2 separate regions of the Mus musculus genome follow, and region 1 is linked to region 2. A link is a contact called in public Hi-C data. All regions are on one chromosome and are shown on one strand. The core of a region is the stretch at or near the end of the contact, and the rest is flanking DNA. Distances in the headings are between cores, read along the strand shown. Region 1 overlaps Vav2 (vav 2 oncogene). Region 2 overlaps Vav2 (vav 2 oncogene).

Evidence for each region. Hi-C and Micro-C count contacts between places; a contact is called where the count stands out from the background.
Region 1: a Hi-C map of double positive thymocytes shows a contact between it and region 2, with 1.6 times the contacts expected there. The contact joins two enhancer-like sites. A contact is called at or near these places in 6 of 15 datasets of contacts at CTCF or cohesin (the NIH/3T3 cell line, embryonic stem cells, large pre-B cells and 1 more), 53 of 484 Hi-C or Micro-C datasets (3T3-L1-derived adipocytes, the 63-12 cell line, B cells and 28 more), 12 of 115 datasets of contacts at active chromatin or transcription factors (the HPC-7 cell line, bone marrow-derived dendritic cells, double positive thymocytes and 7 more) and 4 of 9 other capture datasets (adipose tissue, embryonic tail, liver and 1 more).

What each region holds. Positions count from the first base shown.
Region 1 is chr2:27,295,445-27,299,993 of GRCm38.p6, forward strand. It overlaps Vav2 (vav 2 oncogene), which reads right to left. Exons shown (of 28, transcript NM_009500.2): 6 at 3,930-4,028; 7 at 2,224-2,292; 8 at 679-779. Among named protein-coding and RNA genes, the nearest start is that of Sardh, 50 kb to the left of the region's middle. Within about 2 kb of position 1,522, at least 51 of the 459 cell types and tissues checked have an H3K27ac peak or open chromatin away from gene starts, as enhancers often do. A contact at or near this core is called in double positive thymocytes, where this site is marked.
Region 2 is chr2:27,376,672-27,381,168 of GRCm38.p6, forward strand. The region is part of intron 2 of Vav2 (vav 2 oncogene); the gene reads right to left. Among named protein-coding and RNA genes, the nearest start is that of Vav2, 49 kb to the right of the region's middle. Within about 2 kb of position 1,455, at least 24 of the 459 cell types and tissues checked have an H3K27ac peak or open chromatin away from gene starts, as enhancers often do. A contact at or near this core is called in double positive thymocytes, where this site is marked.

The DNA of each region.
Region 1 (4,549 bases), core at 272-2,771, 81 kb before region 2:
AACATATGAGCCATCTTCAGAGAAGAGGCAGCTCAAACCTTTGGGGCTGTGGCCCTGGAAGGTGTGGGTCTCTCTTGCGGTACAGAGCACACGGGTCTCCGCGGCTGCTCTGTGTCAGCTCCAGACGCCCTCCAATCCCTGCTGTAGAGCTACAGGGCATGGCTAAAGCTAGGGCACATGCACAGAGGTATGGCCGTTGTAGCTGGACGTCAAGCTCTGATCCCACCAATGAGCAAGCACCTCTTCCCAAACTGCCTATGATCCTCTAATCTATTTGGCCTGCAGAGTGTCAAGGATGGAATAGAACATGTCAACTCACATAAGCAGTAATGTTTCCTTGGGTCTTAGGCCTAGTGACCAAGCATTAGCCACCAGGATCCCAATAAGCCAGAGAGGCAGAGACAGTTGCAGGGACCCCACAAGTCCCTACTATCAAAGTGAGGCTTGGAGGTTCACAGCCCTCCAAGCTGTGATGGAGAAACAGTGGGTAGTGACCCTGGTTACAAAGAGGAACAAGGATCCAGAGACGAGTGGACCCCTGCCTCAGTCCCGAGAATGTGAGGCTGAGCCTCTGGGAACTGCCTGCCTCTGCATCATGCACGGGCTGGTTTCCAGGTATACAAGGTCTCTCAAACCTTGAAGGCAACTGAGGCTCCAGTCCAGGCAGCTGTCACTCACCTTTCCTTAAACTCCAGAAAGACCTTAGCCAGGGTACTGCCACCAGCCATCATGGACACATCGATGGCTCGCAGAAAGCTGTGATGCACCTTGATGAGGTCCTAAAGGGAAAGTATGGTCAGTGCCCAGCCAGGCCCAGCCAGGCACAGCCAGGCACAGCCAGGCACAGCCAGGCACAGCCAGGCCCTGCGTACCCAAGAGGTGCTGCAGGGTGCTCACCTAAGCCTGTAAAGTCTACTATCACTCAGTCAGAAGCTTCTAGCAGGTGTGTCTAGCTTTTTGTTTTGTTTTGTTTTGGAGGCAGGGTTTCTCTTTATAGTCCCTGCTGTCCTGAAACTCACTCTGGAGACCAGAGTCTAGTCTGAGTTGAGGCTCGAATTCAGAGATCTGCCTTCCTCTGCCTTAATTCAAATACTAGGATTAAAGGTGTGGGACACCACCACCTGACTATCTAACTTTTTGACATTATAGCCCAGTGCTATCAACAGAGTCAGCACTCAAGAATCACACAATTACAAAAATATACAACTACAAAACAAATCTTAAATGATTTAAGCAAAATTTGAGACTTAGTGGCTGCATTCAAAGCCATCCTGGGCCATATGCTCCCAACCTCCCAGCCACAGGCTGGACACCCTTGTTACAGTGCCCAGCACATGGAGAAGATGAAGCACAGTATGGTCATGAAGTGGAGTGAGCTGCCCAGACCCAAACTGGCCCCTAGGGACACATGGCAGCTGCCTCAGGACAGACTTGAAGCCAGAAGATGGAGAAAGCAGTGTAGCTGCTCTCAGCTGGCAACCTCGTGGCTGCTCTGCCACTCAGAAGAATGGAGCTGCCTGCAGCCACTCAGCGCTCAACTGCTGCAGGAAGTAAGGCCTTACTAGGTCACCTCCTCAAGTTCCACCCCAGGTACAGAACGGTGTCAGAACACTGGCCACGCCCTCTACTCCTCTCAGCTTTGTTTCTGTCCCAAGTCATTTGTACTGCTTGGAGCCCAGACAGCAAAAGGAACACTCTGGTCAGCCCTGTGTGGGAGAGTAAGACACCCCCCACCCCAACCTCAGTCTTTGAGCTGACCGAGGTGGTAAGGAGCCAGAAGCGAGCAGCCTTCTCTGAGGGGCAGCCATTCATATGTGACATCTGGAGTTGTAAACCAGCTGCCTTCGCAGGCTAACCTTCACACACGATCATCTGGTGCACATGAGTGGTCAGACACCTGCAGAGCACAGCAGTTGTGGGGCGCACTTCCTTCTGTCTTAACAGAAACCTTGCTAATAGCCCTGTGGGTCTCGAGTCTGCTCCAGAGCTGTGAGTCTGTGCACAGCTGACAACTAACATAGCAAGTCACAGGAAAACTCTCAGGCCACACCAGATATCACCTCTTCTGCCTCCTAAAGGACAGTCTCCAGTGTGGGAAGCTATCCTCCCATCTGTCAATCATAAGCCAGCCAAAGCACCATCAGGGATGTAGCTCTGCTAAGCCCCAGGGATCTCATCTTAGGAGACAGTTGCATACCTGGCAGAACTTGCCAGAAAGCTTACCTCCAGGTTGATGAAGACAGCAGCCATATCCGCCGGGCTCAGCACCAGCCGCAAGGGACCCATGTAGTTCTGGAAGGAAGAAGTTTATGCTGCCACTCAGTATGTGGGCACTTTCCAGCCAAAGCCAAAGCTGCCCTGCACAGGGAGGGCTCAGTGCTCACTGGACAGCACATGCAGAGGACAATGTGTGACTGCACAAATGTGGGATTGCAGAGTGGGCAAGGCAGGCTGGGACCAAGACCACAGTCCATGCCCACAGCTCTGTGGAGGCCATAGTAAGGTCAGCCTGGGTCAAGGGGCAGCATACACCAGAACCATGGCTAGAGGCTCCCCACTCACCATTCTGACCACATTGGGTGTGGTGGTTTGAATGTGCTTGGCCCAGGGAGTGGTACTATTTAGAGGTGAGGCCTGTTGGAGAAGGTGTAACCTTGGAGGAAGTTTGTCACTGTGGGGGTGGGCTTTAAGACACTCCTCCTAGCTGCCTGGGAGCCAGTCTTCTGTCTGCCTTTGGATGAAGATGGAGAACCCTCAGCTCCTCCAGCCCCATGTCTGTCTGGATACTGCCATGCTCCCATCTTGATGATAATGAACTGAACCTCTGAACCCATAAGCCAGCCCCAATTAAATGCTGTCCTTTATAAGAGTTGTTTTGGTCATGGTGTTTATTTATAGCAATGGAAACCATAACAAAGACACTGGGGAAAACTCCACACCAGAGAACAGCCAAGAGGATTTTAGTTGACAGTGGCACTGTTCATTATACAAGGACATTGATGCACCAGGAAGATTCAAAAGCAAGGCCTACTGAGTGGTGACAGGGGCTAGGTGGATGGATATAGGCCACTGGCAGTACTCAGGGCCTTGGGTGGTATCTAGTCACATGGCCCATCATATCCAATGTGCTACTTTCCTGGCTACCAACAAAGGCACCGGTATACCCCACGGGGCAAGGGGAGGCTTGAAGAACTTAGCTCAAGATCTGGCTTCACATGTTCAAAAGCAGAGCTGCGAACTGAGAAGAGGTGCAGGGGAGGCTTTCCACAGAAGGGAGGGGAGGCACCTTATGTGGGGACACTCTGGCAAGGTGGAGGGGCTGTTACCCCAGTGTGCTGTGTCAACTTACCGTGCTCCTCAGCCTTCCTAACCTGTGACCCTTTAATACGGGTCCTCATGTTGACCCCCACCATAAAATTACCATTATGCTACTTCATAATGGTAATTTTGCTACTGCTATGAATCATAATGTAAATATCTGTTCTGATGCAGGATATCTGAATTGAGACCCCCAAAGGGGTCGAGACCCACAGGTTGAAACCTGCTAGTCTAGAGTCACGGGAAGGGAGTTTTAATGAGGGATTGCTCAGGTCAGACTGTCCGGTGGTTGTGTCTGGGGGCTGGCCTGGGCATTCATTGATGCAGGAAGACCCAGCCCGCTATAAGTAGCACCAACCCCTGGCCTGGTGGTCCTGGGCTGTTCTGCTAAGCAGGAGCTAGCAAGCAGCTTTTCTCCATGGTTTCTGCTTGAGGTCTTGCACTGATTCCCCCCGCTGGGACTGTAATCTCCAAGTTAGGATAAAGTAAACTCCTCTCTTCCCTCAGCTCCTTTTGGTCAGAGTTTCCTCACAGGCAGAGAGAGAGAGAGAGAAAACTGGAACAGGTGCTAAGACCCTGACCCTGGGCTTTCCAGGAGAAATGGCTCTCACCTTCTCAATGTCCTCCAGGGTGCGGTAGTACTTGGCCTCGGTCTCCTGAATCTCTAACAAGCAGCAGCTTCTCTTGTCGTCCTCAGTCATGCCCATTTTCTAGAGGAGACATGACGCGTGAGCCAGGACCCCACTACCTGGCCACCCAGGTATCTGCTGCCGGCCACCTGTCCCACACAACAGGATGACACCTTTCCAGTATGGTCACAAGATTACTGAGTTTACAGTGAGCCCCAGCCCCTCCCCCATTCTCTATGTCTGAGGAAATGGAGGCACGTGGACAGGAGAGGACGGAGAGTTAGCAGCAAGGAAGTCACTAGGCTTTTAGACTCCTGGGTATTCACTCCTGACTCAGAACCCAGCATCCTCACCAGCCTGGGATGAAAGCTTCAGGAGAGGACTGTACCGCAGACAGGAGAGTTGTGCTCACGGCACTTGTTTGAGTGGGTCAGCCCTGTCCTGCAGTTGACATTGGCCAACTCCTCGGAGACCCACAGCTGACCCATTCTGGCTTCCAAAACCAAGTGCCCCAAAGGCCAAACTTCCCAGAGGAGCCACCAGCCTCCACCCAGAAGGCCTGAGATAACAGCTCACCAGTGGGTCACCTAAGGACATAACCT
Region 2 (4,497 bases), core at 205-2,704:
TACTGCCCTCAGCACTCCTCAGAGTTAGAACCCTCGGGGGCACCAGCATCCAACTCACCACCACCACTGCCTCCAAGCAGAGCCCTGCCCTTCATCACCAACACTAAAAAAGAGGGATCAATCTTTAGCTTGGGCTCCTCTCAGCCTCAAACCTTCAGCTCAACCCTTCCCATTTCCCAAGAAGCCCAGGGGACCCACACACACAGCTCTTCACAAGGCTAGTGCTGATTGGAGCATCTCAGCTACTGACCAGAAGCATCCCACACCCAGACTCCAAGAAGTAAGCAACTTCAGCCTCAGAGCTCGGTGCAGTGGGGACCAGCGCACCTGCCCAGCATGCACAAGGCCATGGGTTCCATCCCTAGGACCATGAAATGTTCTCATTGCCAGTTAAAACCCAGAGGTAGACTGTGTGTGTGTATATGTGTGTGTGTGTGTGTGGTGAGCACATATTCATTTCTACATATGCACACCCAGCATATTTGATCTTCAAGTTCCCCTGAAAGGGTGGCTTATAACCTCCTCCACTAGCAGAGGTGTGGAGGAAAGTCTTCCAAGCAGGAACTGGAAAGTCATTGCCAGCAGCCCCTGCCAGGGCTCTGCCGGGATTCCTGAGGCTGCTCCGATCCATGACGGCTGCATTTTAATAAGTAATTAGTACGAAATGGATGCTGCGAAAAGGCCCCAGTACCTCCCAGACAGCATTAAGCCAAGGCGTGCAAATGAACTTGGCACAGCAGGGCCTGGTGAGAGGCACCAGCCAGCAGCAGAGCGTCTCAGGAGAGCAAAAGGCCCACTCAGCAAACTTCCTGAACAAATATTAGGGGGAAATGTGGAGACGCAAGGAGGCTTGAAGCCTGGGTATGGAGATCAGGGGTCTATGACCAGACAAGGCTGGAGACCCATTCATACAGATGCCAAAATCTGTCCCTCCAGACACCTGACAGTAACTAGGGCAAAGTGTCGGTGTGTGACATGACATCAGAGGATTGGTAAGGCCAGCACCCCAGGCAATTGGAACAGGCCATGGGGTATACGCCTGCCCACTTAGCCAACCCTGGCACAATCCCTGTGTAACTCCCAAGACCTGCCACTTAAAGGACACACCACAAGATGTGCAGCTGTCTCATCTGTCCCTTCCCCCAGCAGGTTTCAGGGATGAGGATTCTGAGAACCATTTCAGGGATGGGGACACAGTGCTACGGAGTGTGCTGTAGCAGCAACAAGGGGGACAGCCTGTGTCAAGCCCAGTAACATCTGGGGTATGCTTCAGAGCCCTTCTGTTAAAAACTCTCAGCTGACTCACCTTACCTGGCTGCCAGAAACACCAGCAAATACGTCCCTCTCCCCTCCCCCATCCTGTGTCAAATTCGGAGGACAAAAGGCAGCAGATGTCTGGAGGAGGGGATAGGTCAATGGGGGGTGGGGGTGGAGACAGCTATTTCAGGGGAACAAAACAAACATCTGGAGAGGCAAGCTAGCTTCCTCCTGTGTCAGCTACAGGTGGCTGTGAGGTACAGGGCTGGCTGTGCCATAGCACTCTGTAGAACATGCTACGTAGACTAGTGATTCCTGCTTGGGATCCTAAGGAAGAGGGCCCGGGAAATAAGCCAAGGTCCGTAAGGTACTGGAGGAACGGTGGGACACAGAGAGGCCCTGAAGGCCCCTAACAAGCATAGCAGGATATGGGCAGGTGAGCTCTGCCTCCCACCACCACCGTGTAATACCCTGCCCCACTAGTGACCCACTAGTGACCGGACTGCACCCTTCCAGACACCATGTGGCTGACACCTGGAGGTGGCAGCTTGGCTATGCAGAGTCTGAGATTTCAAACTCTTGTTTAAGCATCTCTAGAACTCTCCCTTCCTTTAAACAAACTGCCACAGCAGAAAGACGGGGCTGAGGTGACTCAGTAGGGCTCTGTCCCCCTACTTCCTGCCTCACTGAGAGAAGCTGAAGATCCACAGCTGGGGAGAAGTGTCCAGACTGTGTGGCTGCCATCAGCAAAGCCTTAGACATTATCTAGTGTCCTACCACTCAGATGCACTGGCAGCGAGCGCCTTCCCCTGAGACCCAGGCAGCTGGCCGGCCAGCTTTCATACTGCCCCCTGCCTCACAGTCCTCAAACCACCTCCTGGCCTCCTCACCATCCTCCTTTCTATTCCTTGAGGTTCGCATGGATACAGGAGCTCCCGGGTGGAAAGGACTCAGTCTATGGTACTGGTGACAGAGACCTGTCATGACTTCCATGAAGTGAGAGGACTCAGGGGCTCAGAGGCTGCTGAGTGGAGACTAGGCCAGTGGGTAAGCAATGCCAGAATCATCTAGTGACCTGTCAGTCCATGCTCAGGTCTTGTTTAGGGCCAGGTCAACTGCTACAGAAGTAGGAAGTGCAGCGACATTTCTACTGAGTCAAGGGCGGGCACTGATTAGAAGCATCCCACCGTGTGACCCACATCAGTAGCTGACTGTCTGAGATCAGGCTGGTATCAACTGTACCATCTGGAGGGGCTGCAGGTTCCCAGGTGAGACCCCAGCTGGGACACACATGAGTAGCCTAGACCTCTGGAAACCAAGGCTCCTCCTACGGAACAATCAACCTCCTGTCCCTACAGAGCCAGACCTCCTGGTCCAGTCAGGGGCCCATGCTTCTTAGACTCTCCCACACTAAGGCTTAAGCGTCTGTCATATCAGAGTCACACGGATGCACTGAGGCTTCAGGGTGCCATTGCTTGACAGGAACTCACCCCTACTAGGACTTAGTGTAAGTGAGCACTTAAGACACTGGACTGTGGACACTGCCAGGAAGACAGAAAGCAGGCAAAAAAGCCAGGCTGTCAAGTGTACCACCAGGGCAAGTCTCACTTAGCAGGGCCAGGATCTGATGGAGGCAAAGAGGATAGCATACAGCTAAGAGAAGAACAGAGACGGCCCAGAAAAGGCTTGTAAGGCCTTCCGGGAGGGAGGGAGGGAGGGAAAGAAGAAGAAGGAAGGAAGAATAAAAGGAAGGAAAGGAAAAAGGAAAGAAAAGGAAAAGAAAAAAAGAAAAGAAAAAGAAAAAAACAGGTAATGGTGGTACACGCCTTTAAACCCAGTACTCAGTTTGAGGCTGGCCTGGTCTACAGAGCTAGTGCCAGGATAGCCAGGACTATACAGAGAAACCCTGTGTGTGTGCGCGCGCGCGCGTGTGTGTGCGTGTGTGACACTTTCCAGTGATGAGTAGGACCTAAGGGGCTCCCTGTCAGCACTGGTCAGCTGTCACAGGAGGATGGAAGGAAGCTACCGGACTTCAAGAAGGGAATTAAGAGACAGAACAGCTTAGCAAAGCTGGGGGCCACAGGTCCTAGTGGAAAGCGATGAAGCTCTCGGAGGGAGCTGAGAACAAAGGGAGCAGAAGAGGTAAGTGTCATGGTGACAGTTACCTTCAATCCTAGGCCTTCCCCTAGACTAAGTCTTGCCCAAGAGAATTGTCCCACTCACAGAGAAGAAGTGTCCCTCAACATGTGATGGGGCCCAGTAGGGTCAAAGGAGTGTCCTGGACCATCAGTGTGGCTTTTGTTGTAACAGCAGACAAAGCAGGCAGCTCTGAGGTGACACTTATCTGATAGAGGAGGAGAAAAGAAAACAACTGAAGAGTTGGACGGACAGGGAGAGGCTGTGAGGGAAAGGCATGTTATAGTGTCTTTAGTAGAGAGATGCCCACACGGGCACAGCAGACCACAGAAAAGGCCAGACAGGCACCCCAGGAGGGCGTAGTAAGCCAGAGAGACTGAAAGATGCAGTTGAGTGCCCAGGAGGTGTGGCAGGCTGCAGGAGCCAGACAGACACTCACAGAGTACGTGAGAAGAGCCGGTGGAGGGAGGAGGCAGCTGAAGAGGTGGGCTCCAGAATTTGGAGTCAAATTTGGTAGGTGACAGGAAGCAGCAGGAACAAACAATCCACACAATACCTTAGGAAAGTCAGATCCTCAGCAGCTTGGTTCTGAGAGGCCAAGTCCCTGGGAAAGGGACCATACATGCCACTTCCCAGGTCTGGGCACCGGACGAATGAAAAAAGCATGCGACTGTTCCTCAGGTGTGGTTATGAGGGAGAACACATCTGAGAGAGGTCCAGACTAACCTGGGCCCCCGGGGGTGGGGAGGAGGAGAGGGAGCACGGAGAGCACCTGGGAACCAAGAGGACATGTAGACAAAATGGCTAAGTTACACAGGAAAGAGAAGCTGGAAGAAGGGAAGGAGAGCTTTAGGGGGTGCTGAAGAGGGTTAGGGTAGCAGCTGGGCGGGCGGAGTATGGCATTAGGGTGACTCTAACAGCTGCTTGTAAGTGGCCAGAGTCTGCTTTGATATGTTAAGTAGTACCCCAGTTAGGCATTTGTCCATTTGAGTTTCTTTGAGATCCAACAGAGACCATCCTACTACCCTTCCCCTTCTCTGTCTCTCCCTCCTGCCTTCTCCCATCCTTCCCCCTGTTTTCTGACTCTTTGAAGGATACACTTTA